Regions from separate parts of the Sus scrofa genome. Here region 1 is linked to region 2. The links are chromatin contacts, called in public HiChIP or PLAC-seq maps. All regions are on one chromosome and are shown on one strand. The core of a region is the stretch at or near the end of the contact, and the rest is flanking DNA. Distances in the headings are between cores, read along the strand shown. Region 1 overlaps NAV1 (neuron navigator 1). Region 2 overlaps CSRP1 (cysteine and glycine-rich protein 1).

Region 1 (5,049 bases), core at 659-3,158, 230 kb before region 2:
TTGGGAGCATCCCCTCCAAGCCCAGCAAGGGCTGGGCCCTGGGGCCCCCTGGGTCTGATAGAGAAGGGTGGGGAAGCGGCCAGCTGGGCAGATGGAGGACTCAGGGCGACAGAAGGGGAGGGAGCCTGGCCTGTCCCCCCTCTGCCCTGGCTCTCACCTTCTCCTCGGCCGTCTCTGCCAGGTGCCGTAGGCGTGACGTCATGTTCACCAGGCTCTGCTCAAAAGCTGCCACTAGGTTGGCCTGAAACAAAGGCCCATGGAGGTTCCCCAGCTGCCCTAGTCTGGGGAAGGACAGAGCTGGCATCCTGGGTCTCAGAGCTGACCAAGGACAGCCAGCCTCTTAGTGGCTTCGGAACACGAATTTCCCTTTCTGGCCTGAAGGGAATTCCTGGGGCTCAGCTTCTCCAACAGTGAGGTGGCCTAGACTGCATCAGGGCGGGGCAGGTCTTTGGAGGCTCTGGAGACCTGGCCCCATGGCTGGCAGGGGGTGGGATGGCCCCTCTGCTCCGAGGGAAGGCCATCCCCCCTGGGGCTGTGGCTGTTACCTGTGGGCTGGCCTCAGGGCTCCATCACCCCACCCCCATGGAAAGGGTGTGGCATATCGCCCCCCTTGCACCCAGGGACCTCGGTTCTCAATCGTATTGTGTTTTGAAGCTCCTTCCCTGACCATTTCCTGGGGCTCCTTTTGGGGGGCTGGAGCAGCTGTGGGTGCGGGGGGGGGGGGGGGCGGAGGATTCAGAGCAATTCTGCAGTCTGGACACTAGGTGGCGGGCCTGCCTCGAGAGCCGCCCCAGGGACCTGGGGGAGGTAGGGGAAGGTGGGCTGGAGCTCCATCCAGCTCTATCGGCTTGGGACCAGAGAGGCAGATGCGTGCTCAGAAGGAGGAACAGCCATCAGTGAGGGCACCAAGCAGACGGTGACCCAGCAAGTGAGGGACACTGTGACCCCACTGCTTCCCGTCCCCAGAGGTTCTGCCTCCCTGTGGCCAACTCCAGTTTCCAACCACCACCCTGGGGACACAGCTTGAGGGAGGCGTCTCTGGTCCAGGGAGTCCGTGCCTTCTTGGCCTCAGGTCACCCCCTTCTTGAGGGCTTTTCCGTGCTGGCCTCCTGCCGAGTGGGCTCCCCCTCCTCTGGGGGTGCTGCCACCACCACCCCCAGCCCCAGAGGGGCCTGGATGACCTCAGGGCTTGGCCGAGGTGCTGGAAGGAGGCTGGCATCTGGGGTAGGGGTTGGAAGGTGCCCCAGGGCGGACAGCTGGGGAGTCCGGGGAACAGGGCACAAGGTCTGCAGTCAAGGATCCTGAGAACAAGTGGGGGTCCTTGCGCTGCAGCCCCGGCTTGGAGGCAGGGCTCTGACCCTCAGTCAAAGCCTGCATCCAAAATCCAGGCCAGCGGGTCTGCGGGTTCAGCCTGTTCTCTTCCTGTCCTAAGAGAGTCACCCTTGAACCCATCCTCTGGGCTCCCGCCCAGTCTCACCAGCAGGAGGCTGAGTGCAAATGAGTCGGGGGGGGGGCCTCTGCCCCCCTCACTCCGCCTCCCAATTTCCCAGCCTTGGGGGTGGGGCACAGGGAGAGAAAAGATGTATCTTGACTCGATTACAATTCTTATAGGTCCCCAATCGTAGTTTTAAGGACTTGGGGTGAACTTCATACAAGCTGATAAGTGTACAAATGAGAGTTTGGGGGAAAGAGAAGAACCACTGTGGTGAGGAAACTGCTGCTGAAATACAGTGGAAATGCTACCTGAGTCTGGGCTGGGGACCAGGCCTGACAGCTGGGCCCCCCAGGGAGGAAGGGGAGAGAAGAAAGCCAGAAAGGCCTGCGGAAGCTGCAGACATGGTTACTTTGTGCAAACACTTGGAGAGCCAGCGCCAGCAGATCCGGCTCAGCTGTTGTTTACAGCTTTGGGGGAAAAGGGCTCCTATGTCCTGTTTGCCGCCTCGTCGGGGAGGCAGCTTCATGTCTCCCCATCCCGTGGGGCGGAGAGGCCACCAAGAAGAAACTCCTTCTCAGTGAAGACAGCCACAAAGCATGCTGGCCCCCACTTGAAGTGAGGGCCAAGGGGCCGGGGAGGTGGGGCCGGGCCCCTACGCCCCGTCACAGGGGCCAGACGGGGCTCCAACACCCAGCTCTGTGCCTGTGCCTGTCCGGACACGTGGGTATGACAAAGGCACGAATGTACCCCTGGGCAGAGGCAGAGGGTTCTGGGGATGGATAATACTAACCCATAACTAATTCTGTCACCTCCACCCAGAACCACTGAGAACCCAGACGCTCAAAGGCCACTGGACGTGACTTCACCCACACCTGTGAATTAGGGTGGGGGTAAAAATGGTGCTTCCTAAACATCGGGGCTCCGGGGAAGACGCGCCAATCCCCAAATCCTCTGTTCCCCTGGGATCAAAGCCCACAGGACGCCGAAGCAGCCGGTTCTCCTCTGGCTGAACGTCCCTAATTTGGGGCCCAACCAGCTGCCCTGCTTTTGGGCACTCACGTTGGCCGAAAGCTGGGACGTCAAGGTGGCCACTTTTTCCTGGGACGATTCCAGTTCCCTCCGCAGCTTCCGGATTTGCTGTGAAAGGAAGGGGATACGAACTGACGGTGGCGGAAGAAGTGTAAGCTCTGGAAGGCGACGGGGGCGGTGATGGCGACAAGCAGAGACAACAGCTGGCTCCCTACCTCGGACTGCATCCTCTCCTCAGCCTGAAGCAGGGAGCACAGAGGGGGAGAGAGGCGGTTACCGTGGAGAAGGCAGCGCACAGAGCTCAAGGGAGGGGGCCTGGGGCACGCCAAGCGGCTGAGACCTGCATCCGGGCCCTGGATCCTCCTCACAGGTGGGCTCGGACCCCAGACCGCGGTTTAACAAAGCCCTCCCTGGAGCTTGTCGCTGCCAAGAAGGCTGGCAGATGAAACCGGCTGATCTGAAGCTCATCCTTATGGCCATCAACTTGAAGGCGTAGGTGTTAGGGCCAGAACGGACCTCAGGATCAACCATCCCTCACGGCCCAGGCCACCAGGAGCACTGGGAGGGTTCCCCACACTGCTGGGCTCTGGAGTCCTGGAGAGACCCCCCCCCTCATGTCACCTGGCTGGGGACGCTGCCCTCTGGCTGGCACCGAACAGCCCTACAAGGACTGTTCTCCGCTTTCGAAGGAGGGGCTCAGAAGGCACCAGACTTGCTCAGGAAGTGGTGGGGAGGCCACTGAGGTCCAGAAGGGCCCACCACGTGCTCTAAGCTCCAGGAGCCCCCACCCCCAGGAGGGTCCCGGGTGCAGTGTGGGGATGGAGGGGCTTGCTTACTGAGGAGTAGGTAGAGGAGGCGCTGGAGGCCAAGGACAGCACTGAGCCGTGAACTGCAAGAGAAGCAGAACACGAAGGGTTAACAGAGGGCTAGGGGTCCAGGAAGAGCCCTAAGGACGGGACTGGGGTTCTGATTCTGCAGAGAGCGAGCACGAACAGGGGGCCCAGCTGCGCATGTGCACGCGCGCAGTCCAGCAGAGCCAGCCTCCTCCAGCCGGCTTTCTCCGCTCTCCCTTGCTCCGGGGGGGGGGGGGGGCGCACAAGGGTTAAGGGGGAGGGGAAGGACATGCTCCTGGTCAGGCGTCACTTCCTCCCCCCTCAGGAAAGCACTTCTGTTGCGGAAGAGGCAGCTTTTCCTCAGAGCTGCTCAGAACAGAGCCTCGGTCCTGCCTCCTCTTTGCAGTGGGGACCACACAGACGAAAAAGCTCCCAAATGCAAAACACGCCTTCTGATTCTCCAGGCATCAGAACAGCAGCCCCACAGAGAGGACCAGAGCCCGTGTGCCAGGCAAACCCTCATGAGCGATGAGCGTCCCACAGTCACGCACGTCTAACCCCCAGAAAGCCGGGCTCAGCTCTGGCACCAACACCCAGCAGGCCAACCTCAAGCTGGTCTTCAGAACATTGTTTTTTTTTCTTGGCTGTGCCCCTGGCATGCAGAAGTTCCCAGGCCAGGGATGGAACCTGAGCCACAGCAGTGACAACGCCAGATCCTCAACCACTAGGCCACCAGGGGACGCCATAGACATTTTTTTTTTCTTTTTAAGGCCGCACCTGTGGCACATGGAATTTTCCGGGCTAGGAGTTGAATAGGAACTGCAGCTGTCAGCCTACACCACAGCCACAGCAACGTGGGATCCTGAACCCACTGAGCAAAGCCAGGGATTGAACCTACATCCTCGCAGACACTATGTCAGGTTCTTAACCAGCTGGGCCACAAGGGGAACTCCCAGGAACCTTCTTGAAAGAGGAATGAGATGCCTAATTCTTTTAAGGGTTTAAGAGCCACCTCTGCATCCCTGTCCTCTGAAGCTGGGAGGATGAGGGCTGTGGCTTCAGAGCGCCATCTAGCCCTCCATGCTGTTCCCCCTCTGCCCCCGAGCTAGACGGAGCCACCCAAGGTTTTGGGGCCCCCAGACCCTCCAAAGGGATGGGAAGAAAGAGCTGAAATGGCCCAACTGGATGTCCTGTGAATTGTCCATGTGTGGTGACGGCAGCGGTGGGCGGGCCGGGGGACCCAGCAGAGCTGGAATGAGCGTGAACCGCGCTGGCATGAGGTCTCACCATCGTCCGTGGGGTCCCGGAAGGATCCCGACCGAATCATCCCCTTGGGTCTCTCGGCCAGGGACAGGGTGCTCCCCATTAGGGAGCCGCTGTACAGCTCGAAGGCCGCCTCGTGGGTGGGGATGCTGTTGGAGCGGGTGATTCTTGGCGTGGTGGCCGCAGTGGGACTCACTGGAAGGACAGAGCGGGGGAGGGGACGGGGGGAGAGGGCAGGAAAAGAGGCAGGGGCATCAGCGGTCGGTCCCCAGCCAGGAACAGAGGCGATGGGGGGGGCGGGGGAGGGGCAGTGGGTCTGAGCGTCTCCCCTGGGAGCGCAAGCCCTGCTGGAAGGCCCAGCTCTGGACAAAGGGCCAGGAACGTGGCCCCGTGAAAGCCCTTCCCTCAGGCCTGTGGCCGGAGCCGTCACACCCTGGGATGTGCCAGAGGCCGGACGTGGGATGCGGTGTTTTCCTGATAGACAACTGG
Region 2 (5,463 bases), core at 2,299-4,798:
GGGCTTGCTTCCGGGATGTTCTCTCCAAAGATCAGGATTTTTTTTTTTTTTTCCTCCAGAGCCCCCAGAACTCCTTTCTGTCTCGTTGGCCTGAAATACGTAGCTGGCCCGTTCCCGAGCTGTAACCTTGGCTGGCCGGCTTTGGTCCAGGCCCTGTGCCCTGGCTGAACACTGGGGTGGTTACCGAGGAGAAGGAACTGGAGCGTGGCGCCCCCTTCAAGGGGGCTGTTGGGGGCCGGCTGGGTGGAGGTGCTGGTGAGGCCGGATCAGGTGGTGGGACGTGGGGGGAGCAGAGGGTGTTGGGGGTGCTCCTCTGGGCTTGGGGGGAGCAGTAAAGGGGAGTGCAGAGCAGGTGCCGCTGAGGGAGAGGAAGTATCTCCCCGTTCTAGGTCTGGGGTAAGAGTCTTTCGTGATGGAGAGAGTGGCGGTGGCTCCCGCAGCAGAAATGGACAAGTCAGGAGACGGAACAAGCTGGAGAGAAAGGTAATGGGTTCAGGTGTTGCAGTCAGGTGCTCACGGGCCATCCAGGTGGAGATGCTCCCCTGAAATGGGAGACACGAGTCTGGGCTCCGACGAGGGGTTCAGGTCAGTGATGGAGGAATGGACGTGCTCAGCAGCAGGGACCATAGGTGCAGTGGGACCTCAGGAGACTGGGGGGAAGAGAAGGACTGGGGTGCGGCCAGAGGGAACCCCAGTTTCAGGACGTGGGAGGACAGCAGAAGGAGGGAAGTTCTCCTCCTGACAAAGCCATGCTGGAGATCTCTGTAGTCTCGGGGATAGTCCAGCCATGGGAGACCCCTTGGAGCCCACCCCCCCACCCCCGAGGGTCCTGCTAGTCCCGGGCTCTGCAGAGATGGAGGGCGCAGCCCCACTGTGGCTCTCAGCACCAAAGTATCGGATTTATGGAACACCTGTGTGAACACCTGTAGACAGGTGCACACAGGTCTTGGGCTGGATCCTCTTCTTGAGCCCATGTCCACGGTCGGGAGGAGGAAATTCCCCCCACGCTTGTGGCTCTTCTGGCTGGAAAAGAGCTGAGTTGACCTGAGTCAGAGGAACAGGAGAAAATTCAAAGTTCAAGGGCACGTGTCCATGGGACAGGCTGTATGGCCAGTACAGGAGGGCTTGGGGTGTGGGGAAGCGGGGGGCAAGGGCTGTGGCTGCAGGAGATGCCCACACCCCAGGGCACAAGTCTTGGAAATGCTGGACACTAGGACAGGCTCCAGAGCCCACCCTCCTGGGGTCAGGGTTGTGCCGGCAGCTAGAGAGTCAGGGGGTTGCAGATGGCAGCTCTGATGCTACCCCTAGCCTGGGAACTTCCATATGCTGCAGGTGCAGCTGTAAAAAGGAAAATAAATTCACGTTCTTGAACTTCATCCTTGTAGGTCATGATTCACTGGGTCTGGGTGATGCTGGCAAATCTGACTTTGCAAAAGCACCCCATGCCCCCTCATTGTAACGGACCTTAAAGCTTGAGAACTGTGCCCTGTGTGCCTGCCTTCCGCTTTATAACATGCTTTGGTGAGCTCTGTGTTATATCCAGAAGAGTGTATAAAACCGCCGTATGTAGTTTAAAGACTAGTTAGAAAGGGAACCCCGCATGGTGCCCATACCTTGCCGGTGCCCTGGCAGCCCCCACACTTTTTCTCTCTCCGAGGTGACGGATCTAAGACAATGGTTGGTGGTTATCGTTCCCTTGCTTTTCTTTATGACATTTCTGCCCATGTGTTCATCCCTTGACATAATAAATTCTGGGAATTCCCATCGTGGCTCCGCAGTTAAACCCAACTAGTGTCCATGAGGGTGTGGGTTCGATCCCTGGCCTCGCTCAGTGGGTTAAGGATCTGGCATTGCTGTGAGCTGTGGTGTAGGTCACAGATGCGGCTCTGACCTGGCGTTGCTGTGGCTGTGTTATAGACCATCGGCTACAGCTCTTGATTTGACCCCTAGCCTGGGAGCCTCCATATGCCGCAGGTGTGGCCCTAAAAAGACAAAAGCAAAAAATAAATGAAATGTTGGCTGCTTGTGGACCCGACACAAATACTTTTCGTTTTAGGAGTTCTAGCTTCTCTGCTTCTTTTGCCCCACGTTCATCTTTGCGAGATGCGTGCGTGTGGATGCGAGTGCCGCTGAGGCCTGAATCTTATAGGTCTTTCGCATCCTTTATGTGTGTGCCTGGCGCTGGGCTCCACCGCAGTTGCTCCGTGAACGTCGTGGTTGGAGGAGGTGGTGCCCCCAGCTCTGCCCCCGCCCACCCCCCAGCGGTCTCCTCCGCCTGTGTCCCTGGCGCTCCGTTTCTGGGTGGTCTGTGCATCTGTCTCCCTGCAATATTCATTGTCATCTCTGTGTCCGGTTTCAGAATGCCGAACTGGGGAGGAGGCAAGAGGTGTGGGGTGTGCCAGAAGACGGTGTACTTTGCCGAAGAGGTTCAGTGCGAAGGCAGCAGCTTCCACAAATCCTGCTTCCTGTGCAGTGAGTAGTCCCCGCCCCGCCCCGCCCTGCCCCGGCTGTTGTCATGGGGACCAGACGGGCCTGTCAACACCCCCTGAGAACTGGCCCTGTGGGATATAAACAGCTTGACATTTGGCTGAAGTGCAGCTGGGTAGGAAAACACTTAAGGACCTCTTTGTTCCCTCAGAAGCTTATTTTCTAACAGGGTGATCTGGCCCGAGCTGGTGGGCGGGGATGGACGCGCAGGGCCAAGCCCTGAAAACGCCGGGAGGAAAACTTTCCACTCACTTTCTCTGCTCTCTCTGCCACAGTCCCATCACTGAAGAGGAAGACGCTTGTAGTTCAGAGTTTCAGCTTCTTATCCCATGTTTAAATCGCAGTAGGGGCGTTCCCATCGTGGTGCAGTGGAAACGAATCTGACTAGGAACCATGAGATTGTGGGTTCGATCCCTGGCCTTGCTCAGTGGATTAAGGATCTGGCCCTGCTGTGAGCTGTGGTGTAGGTCGCAGACGCGGCCCAGATCCTGCATGGCTGTGGCTGTGGTGTAGGCTGGCAGCTGTAGCTCTGATTCGACCCCTAGCGTGGGAACCTCCATATGCCGCAGGTGCGGCCCTAAAAAGCCAAAAAATAAAAATAAATAAATAAATAAATAAAATAAATCTCAGCAGGAATCACAGATGCAGAGGACAAAGTAGTGGTTACCTGTGGGGAGCGGGGAGGGAAAGGGGGGGTGGGGGAGGGGATTAAGGAGTACACAGGACCACCTATAAATATGTAAATCAGCCACCAAGACATACTGTCCAGCACAGAGAATAGAGCCAGTATTGTATAATAATTATAAGTGAAGTGTAACCTTTAAAAATAGCGAATTGTACACCTGAGCTTGTATAATATTGTACTTCCGCTATTTAAAATTTTTTTAAAAAAATTTTAGGCAGCAGAGGCAGGGGCCTCACGGGGAAGCCGAGTCCCTGACCCTCGGTCCCTCCATCCCTCCTCCCTGCGGCCAGCCATCTGCTTTCTCACTTCCCAGGTGAGAGGATGGTGAGCGGGAAAATCTCTGCCAGCATCCTGACAACCCAGGGCGTGACCTGCTCCAGTCACAGTCTGGATCCCAGGCACCAGGCAGCCCAGGAACGCAGAGGCGGAAAGGCTGCGCTGGCTGCTGCCTGGCCTGCGCGGGTGTTCAGGGCACCCAGGAAGTGCTGGCCAGAGGGGCCCCCCCCTAGATTCCTGAATGATGGGGTCACTGGGACAGAGCCCGGGTCTGGCTGTGTTTTCCTGGAGCCAGCAGAGTCGGGGGCAGGGAATGTGTTTAGCCCCAGGCTTTAGAACCAGTGGGTCAGGGTTTGAATGTGAGTCTGTTTTTATCTGTGTGATGATGGGCAATTTTCTAGTGTTATAGGGAGATAACAACGCCCACCACACAGGGACAGGGGCGTGAGAATTAACCTGAGAGGGGTTCGGACAGCAGACCAAGTGCTCAGAGCAGCTGCGAGTGCTCAGTAACATAGCCCCTCCACACACACACACACACACACACACACACACACACACACACACACACGGCGCCGACAGATGCATAGCTAGTTGGCGTGGCTCAGGGGACACTCACAGGGGCTGACAGCTGGCCCATCGGGGGCCTGGGAATCGGCCCATCCACCCTGCTTCACATGCGCAGCGTTGGGAGAGCCCGGCTGTGCTGTTTCCAGGAGATCGTGCTCCAGAGCAGGATCCGGGCAGCGGGGCCACCTGCTCTGGGATGTTTGCCAGATCTACCTGCTGCTGGGTGACCACTGGGAGCCACCGCCCAGCGCCAGCAGCCAGGGCCCACAACCTGCTGTCCACCCCGGAGACAGACCAAGGGCCGCGTCTGCTGCGCGGGTGGTCAGTGAGCTTTGGTGGAGCCTTTGGCGTCCGGCCCGCAGCAGAGGCTGAGCAGCAGCGTCATGTAGTCAGCAGTTCACCACACTCAGGAATTATCAAGCTGTTTATTTTTCCAGGGAGAATAAAGGGCTTGGCACTGGCTGGGGAGAGGCCCAGACTGGCTGCTGGCCCTAAGGACCCCTCTGTGCTCTCCAGCGTTGCTTTGATCAGGGACTGGAAGGGGCCAGCTGGGCCTGGAGGCCTGCAGCCCCACTTGTGTGCAGGGAAAGCACGGGAAGGAATAGCAGGCCTGGGACCGTGGGGTGGCGGGGTGTGGATGATCAGAAACAGTTATAGAAGATGAGATGGGGCTGTAGGACAGTGTCCTGCTTCTCGGGGTCCCCGTGGCTTCTGGGCACCAGGCCTAGACCATGTCAGGGTCTGAGCATCTAGAAACCTGGGGACCCCCAGGGCCCAGCACAGCCTTGGACATGCAGATTTGTTTATGTGTAGAGGGAGGTGGCTTCTCTCAGTGAAGTGGGTTTGGCGTCCAGCTGGAGTTCGGAGTCCCCCTGAGTTTGGACCTTCCGTCCTAAGGAGGAGAAAGGCCAGTAGGGTTGGGCCGGGGTGCCTTTAGGGACCTTAGCTCCCTGCTGGCCAGGCCCGGGTGAGTCCCCAAGAGAAGGTCTGCTGACCACTCTGGTGCTTGGCTCTGGGTCCTGCTCAGCTTGGCACCCGTGTCCCTTCTCTGGGGCCCTGGTTGCCCAGGATGCTGCTGCCATAGACAGTGGGGGAGCAGTCCCTGCCCTGGGCTCACCCAAGAAGGGCCAGCCGGTCCCCATCAGCACGCAGGAGGGCTCAGCTCTTGGGGACCTGCCCTGAGGCCACGTGCCGTCTTGGAGCTGCAACAGCTGTCCTGGGGCAGCTCAGCCCTGTGGGAAACAGAGCTGGTCTGGCCTCACCCCAGGGGGTGGCTGCTGGACGGGGGCTGTTCCCAAGAGCCCCGGAGACCCCCCACCAGCATCCTGTCACCTTCCTGGTCTCATGATTGTCTCACCTGAAAGGGGTGCCTGGCTGGCAGAAAAGAACCTGGCTGGAGGTCAGGCTGGGCTCTGGCCAGTTCTGTGAGCTGGGGCCTTTGTTGA

Evidence for each region. HiChIP or PLAC-seq counts read pairs in DNA pulled down with a chosen protein or histone mark.
Region 1: an H3K27ac HiChIP or PLAC-seq map of skeletal muscle shows a contact between it and region 2. The contact joins two enhancer-like sites. A contact is called at or near these places in 1 of 5 promoter capture datasets (fetal skeletal muscle) and 1 of 2 datasets of contacts at active chromatin or transcription factors (skeletal muscle).

The regions. Positions count from the first base shown.
Region 1 is chr10:24,079,815-24,084,863 of Sscrofa11.1, reverse strand. It overlaps NAV1 (neuron navigator 1), which reads right to left. Exons shown (of 31, transcript XM_021064517.1): 13 at 3,301-3,353; 14 at 2,495-2,572; 15 at 158-241. Among named protein-coding and RNA genes, the nearest start is that of IPO9, 28 kb to the left of the region's middle. Within about 2 kb of position 1,908, at least 19 of the 83 cell types and tissues checked have an H3K27ac peak or open chromatin away from gene starts, as enhancers often do. A contact at or near this core is called in fetal skeletal muscle and skeletal muscle, where this site is marked.
Region 2 is chr10:23,850,941-23,856,403 of Sscrofa11.1, reverse strand. CSRP1 (cysteine and glycine-rich protein 1) reads left to right here. Exons shown (of 6, transcript XM_003357676.4): 2 at 2,360-2,472. The coding sequence starts at 2,361. Among named protein-coding and RNA genes, the nearest start is that of CSRP1, 10 kb to the left of the region's middle. Within about 2 kb of position 3,548, at least 39 of the 83 cell types and tissues checked have an H3K27ac peak or open chromatin away from gene starts, as enhancers often do. A contact at or near this core is called in fetal skeletal muscle and skeletal muscle, where this site is marked.